Regions from separate parts of the Sus scrofa genome. Here region 1 is linked to region 2. Evidence: chromatin contacts called from public Hi-C data. All regions are on one chromosome and are shown on one strand. The core of a region is the stretch at or near the end of the contact, and the rest is flanking DNA. Distances in the headings are between cores, read along the strand shown.

The links. A called contact is a pair of places that touch in the nucleus more often than the background predicts.
Region 1: a Hi-C map of liver shows a contact between it and region 2, with 2.3 times the contacts expected there. The contact joins the promoter of DDX24 here to the promoter of OTUB2 in region 2. A contact is called at or near these places in 1 of 5 promoter capture datasets (liver) and 3 of 47 Hi-C or Micro-C datasets (heart right ventricle and liver).

What each region holds. Positions count from the first base shown.
Region 1 is chr7:115,344,154-115,348,890 of Sscrofa11.1, forward strand. DDX24 (ATP-dependent RNA helicase DDX24) reads right to left here and starts at 3,202. Exons shown (of 9, transcript XM_021099653.1): 1 at 3,143-3,202; 2 at 2,484-3,140. The coding sequence starts at 3,197.
Region 2 is chr7:115,302,529-115,307,306 of Sscrofa11.1, forward strand. It overlaps OTUB2 (ubiquitin thioesterase OTUB2), which reads left to right and starts at 2,281. Exons shown (of 6, transcript XM_001925368.4): 1 at 2,281-2,497. The coding sequence starts at 2,495.

The DNA.
Region 1 (4,737 bases), core at 1,952-4,451, 43 kb after region 2:
CTGTGGCATACGTAGGCTGGCTGCTGTAGGCCCAATTCGACTCCTAGCCTGGGAAGATCCATATGTCACATGTGCATCCCTAAAAAGCAAAAAATAAACAAATAAAGAAATAACTCCTGCTCTTGAAAGACACAGTAAAGAGAATGAAAAGATAAGCCACAGACTAGGAAAAAAAAAAAAAAATGCAAATCACATATAAGATAAAGGAAGTACACCTAAAAAATATAAAGAACTCAATAATAGAAAAAACAACAACCCAATTAAAAACACGGGCAAAGAACTCAACAGACACCACCATCGAAGATAATACAAACAACAATTAGGCACTTGAAAAGATGCTGCTCAACTAGTCACTGGAGAGACACCAATTAAAGCCACAAGGAAATAATGCTAAATTTTTTTTAAAGTCTAAATTAAACTAAAGACTGACCATATCAAGTACTAGCAGGGACATGGACCAATTCAAACCTTCATAATCTGGTGAACATGTGAAATTGTACAATCACTTCAGAAAACTCCTAAAAAGATACATTTACCCTAAGATCTAGCCATTCCACACCTAGGTATTTATCAAGCAGAAATCAAAGCACAGATCCACACAAAGACTGATAAGTCAATATTTATGATAGTTACTTGTAATAGCCCCAAACTAGAAAGAACAGAACTATCCATCAACAAATAAACAAACTGTACATATCCATACACTGGAATACTACTCATCAATATAAAGAAATGAACCACTGGTATTTGCAATAAAGTGGCTAAATCTCAAAATATGCTGGTTGAAAGAGCAGACACGCTCCCTCTCAAAAATATATATTGCATGATTCCGTTTTAAAAATCTGGAAAATGCAAACTAATCTATAGTGATGATAGGCCTCTTAGAGGTTGCCCGTGGCTGAACCAAGAGGGGGCCTAGGAAAGGAGGGATTGCAGAGGGGTCCAAAGTATCACTTGGGAGTAGGGGGTATATTCGTTATCTGCAGTGGCTGCAGTATGTCCACAGCCCTGAGAGTCTTTGAGTCTTGAACCTGTGGATTCCCAGCATTCCATGGAAATAGCCTGACAGGAGGTGTGTGTATCAGACCAAATGTCAGTCTCTAGCCACAGTGGTTCACCCCTCGCCTTTGCCTCCAGGCCTCTCTGCACAGACCAAAGTACTGTAGCAGAATGTTAAACAGCACTTGGGCAGTCTGGAATCCAAGCGCTACCACTTTCAGTGGGACAGTTAGAGACAGTGTCCATCCTCTGTGAGGCCAAGTTTCCTCATCAGTTAAAATGGAACCTACCTGAGGGTGGTTGTGAGAACTGAGTTCATCAATGTAATGCGTGTAACACAGTGCACAATGCATTTAAAATGTATGTTATTATGTTACCTCCATTCCCCTTTCCAGGGGTTTCCTCGCTCTTCCATCTTTATGACTTAGACAGGACCTCACCTCAATTTTCCCAACCACTCTTCCAGAAATCCAAGGCACAAAGTGTCTAGATGGTCTAATTCTATGCAACACAGAAGCCACTAGCCACATACAAGAATGTAAAATATCTCAATAATTTTACCTTAACTGCTCACTGAAATATTTATTACATAATTGGTTATATTGTTAAAATTAATTTCCACTTTTTTTTAAAACCTTTTAAAATACGGCTCCTAGGAAATCTTAAATTACATATGTGGCTCACATTACATACATATTTCTATTGGTTATTGCTGGTCAAGGTGAACTAACAGTTCTAGGTAATATAAGCTCCTTCCCCCATCAGTAGTTTAGTCTCCCCAGGGTGTGGCAACCTGTCTTTGCCCCGCAAAGTCTAAAAGGGCCCAGAAAATGAGGTATCTTTAAACAATGCCTAGTCCCAAAAGTCACCTCCTGCCCAAAACTGCCTACAAAATCCATCCAATGGTTATCACACACTCAAATCCTTCCTATGACAATAAACTCACCAATTCCCAAGGCAGCCCTTTTATTTTTGGACAATTTTTGAGACTTAAAGCACTTCTTACACTAATGAGGACCTAACCTCTCCAGAGGACTGACCTTAGCCCTACTTTCCTCCTCCATTACAAAAAATGCTCAAGAACAGGAAAAAACTCCCATCTGCTAGTCACTTACAATGAAATGTGTAAATTTTAGATTACTACTCGTTTTTTTTGTTTTTTGTTTTTTGTTTTTTTGCTGGTTGTTTACTATTGTGTAAACATATAAATTTAGTAGACATTTACATTTAGCCCACATAGCAAAGGAAGTGGGTACTATTATCTATCTCCATTTTATAATGGGGTCTACAGGGCTCAGAAAGATACTGCCTAGGGCACCAATTAGGCAGTGGCATGTTTCAACCCAGAACTAGCTGAGTGCTAATCAAAACTGCATCTGTGATTATGTTCCCAACATTCCCCTCTTCCCAGCCATCCAGCCTGTTAGCAGTCACAAGTCAAATTCAGAAGCAATCTTACCCTGGCCAGATACGGATGCCCTTACCTGTCTCAGCAGCCCCAAGGATGTCCAGTTTGTCACGAATGGCAGGTGCCAAGGTCAGAGCTTGGATTGGTGTGGGGGCAGAGAAGCCTAGAAAGCTGAGTGCTCGGAGAACTGGCTTGGGTACAAACAGATCCTTCCAAGCTGATACATCTGCCTTGTGATCATGTGTTTCAGGCATCCATGTCTTTGCTCTTTTAGACACTTTTGGAGTAGTACCCTGAGAAGGCTCTGCTTTTTTTTTCCCTTTCTTTTTCTTCTTTTTTGGAACAGTCTGCGCTGGGCTTTCTGATGCCATCTCCCCTACCTCTGCATCAGGACAAACTGTGCTATCTCCCTGGGGCTCTGGCTCAGGATCTTTGACCCCAAACTCTTTCTGAACACTGGTTCCTTCAGCTGCCACATCTCTACTCTTCTTCAATTTCATCTTTTTCTTTGAGGAGCTAGATTCTCCTTCCTCCTCTCCCTCTGCAACAGCTTGTGCCTTTCTCTTCTTGGACTCCTCTTTTAAGAAGAGACTGGAGGAATTCTTGGCAGGGGAGACTAACCGGTAATCTGTCAGTTCCTCAAAACAAACCAAATCATCCATCTGTCCGTCTGCAAACATGTTTGGATCAATCTTCACCTGCTTCCATTTTCCCACAACTTTGATTCCTTCCTCTGAAATTTGCCACAGCTTGGTGGCTTTGGCCTTGATTTTGTCTCCTTCAACTTCATGGTTACTGAAAAGGAGAGAAATGGTCCATAAGATTGGCAAATGAAAAGCACAAGTTTTGAGGCAACAAATATTTTCTATGCAGCCTATAGAGTATCAGGCCCTGAAAAGCAGTTAAGGACCCAAAAATGCCTCTAATGCTGATGCTCCCAGCTAGAGAAGATCAAAGAAGGAAAGAAATATACCCACACAGCAGGTAGCTTGGCCTGGAACAGAGGAGACACAGGAGGTAGAGCAAGGACTTATGACCTAGATCGGGTTTGGATTCCAGATCTCATGTAACTGCTTTTGTGGCAGTAGCAGGTCCTGCTTAATCCTCTGAACCGCATGTTTTTTGAAGGCAGAGAGGTTTATACTAGCTAAGTCACAAAATATCCTATGCAATAATGCAGAGCATGGAAGCCTGCCACACTCAAGCCATTTTGAAGGCAGAATAAGAATCTAAAAGGGGTCTTGGGGGTGAGGGGACCAGCTTTATTAAGAGTGCACAAAGCTTTCTTCTTCTCAAGCCCTGCCCCAACAGGGCACCTGCCTGTGCCACCACTCTGGCCTTGCCAATTGGCTTAAAACCCAACCAGATTTTTCATTGCATTTTTAAGTGATATAAAAACCATTTATGCACAAGTTGTTTGACTGGATCTCAATTCATGTTCTCCCTTTTCAGACAGGCCAAGGGAAAAAAGAAAAAAGAAAAAAATACTGGAAAGCGCAAAAGGATTGATTCAAATCCGAACTCGCCACTGGTCAGCTCTGGGTCTGGGGTGGACGTTATTAACCTCTACGAGTCTCAGTTCCTCGTCTGGAAAACGGGGATGCTGAGGGTCTGCGCGTCCTTGGATCGTCACACGAAGACAAAAAGGTGACGCACATCCAGAGCGGCTTAGCATGGCGCCCCGCGAGGAAAGCAACGCAACGCGCAACCAAGGTTCACCCCCGCGTCGCCTACACCGCGATCACAAACAACCCGGATCAAGCCTGGCGGGTTGGGGGGGATGAGGCACATGGGGGCGAGGACTCAAAGTGTAACCCGCAGGGTCCCTCCTCCTGACGCCCGGCCTAGGGACCAGCGCTCACTCCGCGTCTCAAGCAACAACTGGCGCGCACTAAACCGACAAACCGAGGCCGCCGAGCCTTGACGCCCCCTCAGCTGGAGCCCCCAGCGGAGGGCCGGCTGACGCCCTCTCGGAACCCGAGAACACAATGGCCTAGAGAGGCCCGCGATGGGAGCCCGCCCTCAGCCCCTCTCGGGTTCCGGCCCCGGCCCCACCTGTACCCGGTACTCACCGTGTAAGACGCCGCAACGGTTTCCTCAGACGCCGACCAACCGCCTCAGCAACCGCCGCGCCAACCCTGTGAGACAGCGTCTACTGCAGTTCCGGGGCGGGGCTTGCACTCACGCACGCGGGGCAGGAAGTCCCGCCCCGTTCTAAACGCCGCAACCTGATTCGCTGCGGCGCGGACCGACTTCTGCAGCTCGGGGGTGTGGAGAGAGCGGAAGGACGACTCTCCGCGCAGCTAGGGGTTGGTTCTCCTTGCGGGCTT
Region 2 (4,778 bases), core at 1,031-3,530:
TGCAGCGCGCCCCGCCTGCAGATTGCAGAGCAGAGAAGGCCAAGTGCATGAAATAGCGCAACATAAAGAGCACCAGAAAATGGGTCTCCCCTAACACAGCTCTTGGCAACATGGGAATGACTGCCTGAGACCTCGCCATCAGAGTTTCCTGTCATTGATGTAGGGGAGGGCAGACGCCCGCCCGTTTCCGGCGTGCAGACGTAAGCCTCCTTGTGGCTCCTTCCCACCACATGCAAATTCCCACCTGTGCCCTATAGGCTTAGCCACCCAAGGATGAACAATAAGCCTCCAATAAGTACTAGGCAAAGCCCACGTACATGGGGCACTTACTGGATGCCAAGGACAGGGTCAAGTGCTTTTCGTGATCATCATGTTCAGTCCTCCCAAGTGCCCTTTGAGGTGATGTGAATACCCCCCCCAGCGTACAGACGAAACAGGCTCAGAGAGGTGTGCCTTTCTCAAGGAGCCATGCCATGGCAATCGCAATACAAACACACCTGCTGTCATCGCCCATACTTGCAATTACCACACCCTACCGCCCCTTCCAAATCACAGGGCTGCATGGAGAAGGAGCCAGAATTTGAAGGATGGGTGGGCTATCCTTCCAGTGGAGCCTGTGAAAAAGATATTCCAGGAGGTGCAGCAGAGACTAAGAAGTAGGGAAATGGGGAAGGTTCTGGACACTCAAAGGCTGGCCTCCTAAGCTCATGTATTGGGGATGCAGGGAGGTGAGGGAGAGAGGGCCTGAGAAAGCTGCGCTAGGGCCACACTGCAGAGAGTAAAGTAGGGGCAACCTGAGAGGGATCTCTGGGTCTCACCAGCCTGAGACAGGCCAGAACCTGAGTCACATGGGCCATAGAGCCCATCCCCAAAGGCTGGGGGTATTCTTGCTGGAGACGACAAGACACTCCCACCCAAACCTGTGAAGCCATAGCAACCATAGCAACCATCCCCGACTCCTCCTCGCAGACACCTGGACACCAGGTAGAAGTGGTGCTGGAAGAGGAGAGTAGATTCATTCCAGAAAGAACATGTTCACTCCCAGCCAAGGGGTGACCCCCAAAAGGACTGTTCACATCTTCCACTCCAACCCAGCCTGAAACCGGCTGAACTCTTTGCAAGCTTTTTTTTTTGCTTTTTTTTTTTTTTCTCTTCTAACCAGATGTTAAGGAGCTCAGGAAGAAGCCTTATTAGTAACAGGCTAAAGAGATGACATTTCCCCCTGGTCCTTTGAGCCCTGCTTGAGGAAAATTTCCATTACACATATACTGAGATTCTGGGCAAGTTCTTATTTCTGTTTTTGTTTAAAATCCTCACTACTAACAAAATATTTTTCCGAGTTCCTATTATGACTCAGCGGTAATGAACCCAACTATTATCCCTGAGGACAAGAGTTCAATCCCTGGCCTTGCTGGTGTTGCTGTGACTCTGGCGTAGGCCGGCAGCTGTAGCTCCGATTAGACCCCTAGCCTGGGAACCTCCATATGCCACGGTTGAGGCTCTGAAAAGACTCCCCCCCCAAAAAAAAAGAAGAAAGAAAGAACCCAGCAAGTGCCTGGGGCAGAGGGTGAAATTGGGGTGGGGAATTACTTGAGACAGGGTCCTGGAAGTATTAATACTTATAAAATGGGCACATACAATTCACCGGAGCTCCCTTCCCCCACCCAAAGCACCATCCTCCAGGGGCCACCAGCTGATGAATGAATCTCTGAATGATACATATTCCTCTGTTTAATGTTCAACAATAATGAGCTTGTATGCAGGGTGAGTCACCAAACCTGGTTCAGGGTCTGTGCCTCATATATAACCATACAATTCCAGAGGCACAGAATCAACCATCCTGGAAATTTATTCATTCAACAAACACTAATTGGATGCCTGGCAACCTACTGATTCATGAGTTGAAAGGGGGTAAAATATTATTTAGAAGCTACACATGCAGGCAGGTAACTTAATGTTACTGGACACGTTTTCCCCAAGCGCCTGTCCTCTGATCTTTAGCAAACTATACTTATATGACCTGGTTTATGAATTAATGGAGAGCCAGCTAATCTTTCAGAAGACTTCAATTTACGGTTTTGGTTAAAAGCCCTTCATCCTTCACAAATGAAGACCTGTCTTTCTGGGTTGGTCTAACTCCTTTGCTAGTTAAAAGGTTTCTGTGTCTTTAAGAGGAGGCGGTACCCTGTCAAATAGGCCCTAAAACATAGGCTAAAGGTGCGTGGGGTCCCACCCACTTTCTGTGACGTCTTGTGGCCCGGCTTCTGATTGCCCGCTTCAGACGTCAATCGCGGGGCGTGTGTCTTGCTGGGACACAGTGGAGGTCTAACCTCTGGTTTGCGGAGCGGTCGGGTGTATTCTCCGCTCGCCCCCACGCCCTCGAGGCCCCCGCCGCCCAACCCAACGGCGGATCCAGCCAGTGGCTCCCACGGCGCCCTCCCGCACCGGATCGCTCCTCGCTGGGGCGGGACCTGGCCCGACGGCTCCGGTCACTATGGTCAGTGGTCCTGGGGGGAAGCGGGGAGGAGGAGTGGGAAGGGGGGCGCGGTAGGCGGGGTCGCCGCCGGGGCGCATGTGCACTCGCGGATCGGGGGTCGGGCTCGAGGCTCAGCCCCCAGCTTCAGAGCCGCCGTGTGCGGACCCCTCGGGAATACTGAGTCCGGGCAGGTGCTGGGGACCCTGTCCTTCCTTGGAAAACCTCGGTAGACGGCCAGCGACAGGGACCCAGCCTGACTCCGGGTCCCCCGCCCCCGGCGCGTTTGTCCGGGGAGTCGCCTAGTGCTTGCCCGACGGCGGGGACAGGGAGGCTCCAAGGCTAAGGGTCGCCTCCTTTTTGTTAAGTAGCCCCGGAGTCGGCAGCTCACAGCTCCACCCACACGAGGGCTCAGCCATGAGAGATCTCCCTACTCCCACGCCCCACTACTGGGCCAGGGGGGTGCACGGTGGCCGGACATCCTCTCTGTCCTGCATATCGACCGGAGGGCTTTAGAGTTGGGACTCAGGTCTCAAGTTGTTAGGCACGGAAATGAGGGGGCCAGGCAGAGCTAAGGCTAGAAGAACCCCTGCTTCAGAAAGCGGAAAGAGACCTCTGAGCCAGGCTAAAACTAGGGCTTTGGCAGATGGGGACACTGAGGTGCAGATGTGGAGGGGCCCAGGACTCATTGTAGTGGACTTGGACTAAACCCAAGTCTCTGGACTCCTACTCCAGTGCTCTTTGCGTTCCATCAGTCCATCTGGGTGTGGTGAAAGACTAAAACTCTTCAACCATCAGCCCCCCTGCCCCTGGGAGCCTGTAGAGAACAAGGGCTGGTGGCCTGGCTTGTGGTCACAGAGCCCTGAGTTCAAATCCCACCTCCACCCCTTGCAAAGAGGCTTTGGTTGGTCGCTCCCCCTCCTCAGTGCTGTTTCGCACATCTGTATAATGGGCCGCCTCGAGGACCACGTGAGGTGATGTGCATGGAGCACTTGGCTCAGGTGATGAGCCGTGGCTTTCCCTGTGACAACAGAGTCCTGGAAATGGGCTTGCACAAGTGCTTGGTTCTTCATACTTGGCCTCCTCCCTCCCATGTCTGGGCAGGGAAGTGGGTCATCACTGCGGGCAGCCACTGAGTTGCAGCACGGGTCAAATCCTGGTCACATTCCGAGTGTGACTTGGGCAGCCAGGTCATCTGAGCCAGCTGCTGCTGGGCGTGGCTGAGGCTTCTGGGGCATCTGGAAGCACCAACTTCCCGCTTCTACCAGTGCCTAAGGGTTTACCTAGCTCTGCTGCTCCTGGAAGGGGGCCCAGGGGTTTCTGTATCACCCACTAGGGAGTGGCCGGAGCTAGGGTAATAATGGGTTTAGCCACCCTGGAGCTGAGGCTGGCATGCCTTCCAGCCACCACCAGGTAGGTGAGAGCATGGTGGGGAGCTGGGCACTGGGACCCGAACTTGTGGCCTTAGTGCTGCACAGTGAGGCCTCTGACTCCATCCTCCTGTCTGCCCTGGAGACCAGAGTAGATGGAGTCAAAGGCATCTTTCGGGGGCTGCCTGGGTGCCTTGGAGAGAGATGAAGTGATTAACTCCTCAAGTTAACTCAGGATGTCTGCCTGGGAATCATGGGAGCATAGGGGTGCCAGAAGCAGTGCAAGATGTGTTCTCTTCGGTTCACTCAGCATTTATTGAGCACCTGCTGTTTGCCAGGCCCCTGGGCTCTGTAGTGGTTTTTTGAGTCTGCATGGTGTGGATGGTGGTGAGTGTGCGTGTGGTGGGCAGAGGAGAATATCTTTGCAAAATATAATGTCTTCTTTCCTTATCCATTTCAAAGTCACTGGGCTAAGCTTGAGGAAGGCTCCTAGACAGAAAATACAGAGGAGTTCCCTGGTGCTCAGTGGGTTAAGGACCCGGTGTTGTCACTGCTATGGTGCAGGTTCAGTCCCTGGCCCAGGAACTTCCACATGCTGTGGGCACAGCCAAATTTAAAAAAAAAAAAAAAAAAAAAAAGGGAAAGAAAGAAAACACAGAACCCCTTGGGAAGGCAGTGGCCGGGATAAGGCCAAGGCTTGGGGCTGCCAGTGGCGGGAGGTGTAGGTAGTGAAGGATCTCGTGCTGAAAGGGCATTTGACATTCAGTGAATGGATGAGTGATATGAATAACAAAACCACGGGGCCCTTCGTGCTTTGTTCTTTGGTTTGTCAAACCAGCCCCCAGGAGGCACCTTAGTCGGGCACTCATGAGAAAGACCAGGGGCCTGCCTCTCTCTTAGGAGCTCACTGCCTGTTGGACCAGACAGCACTGGAC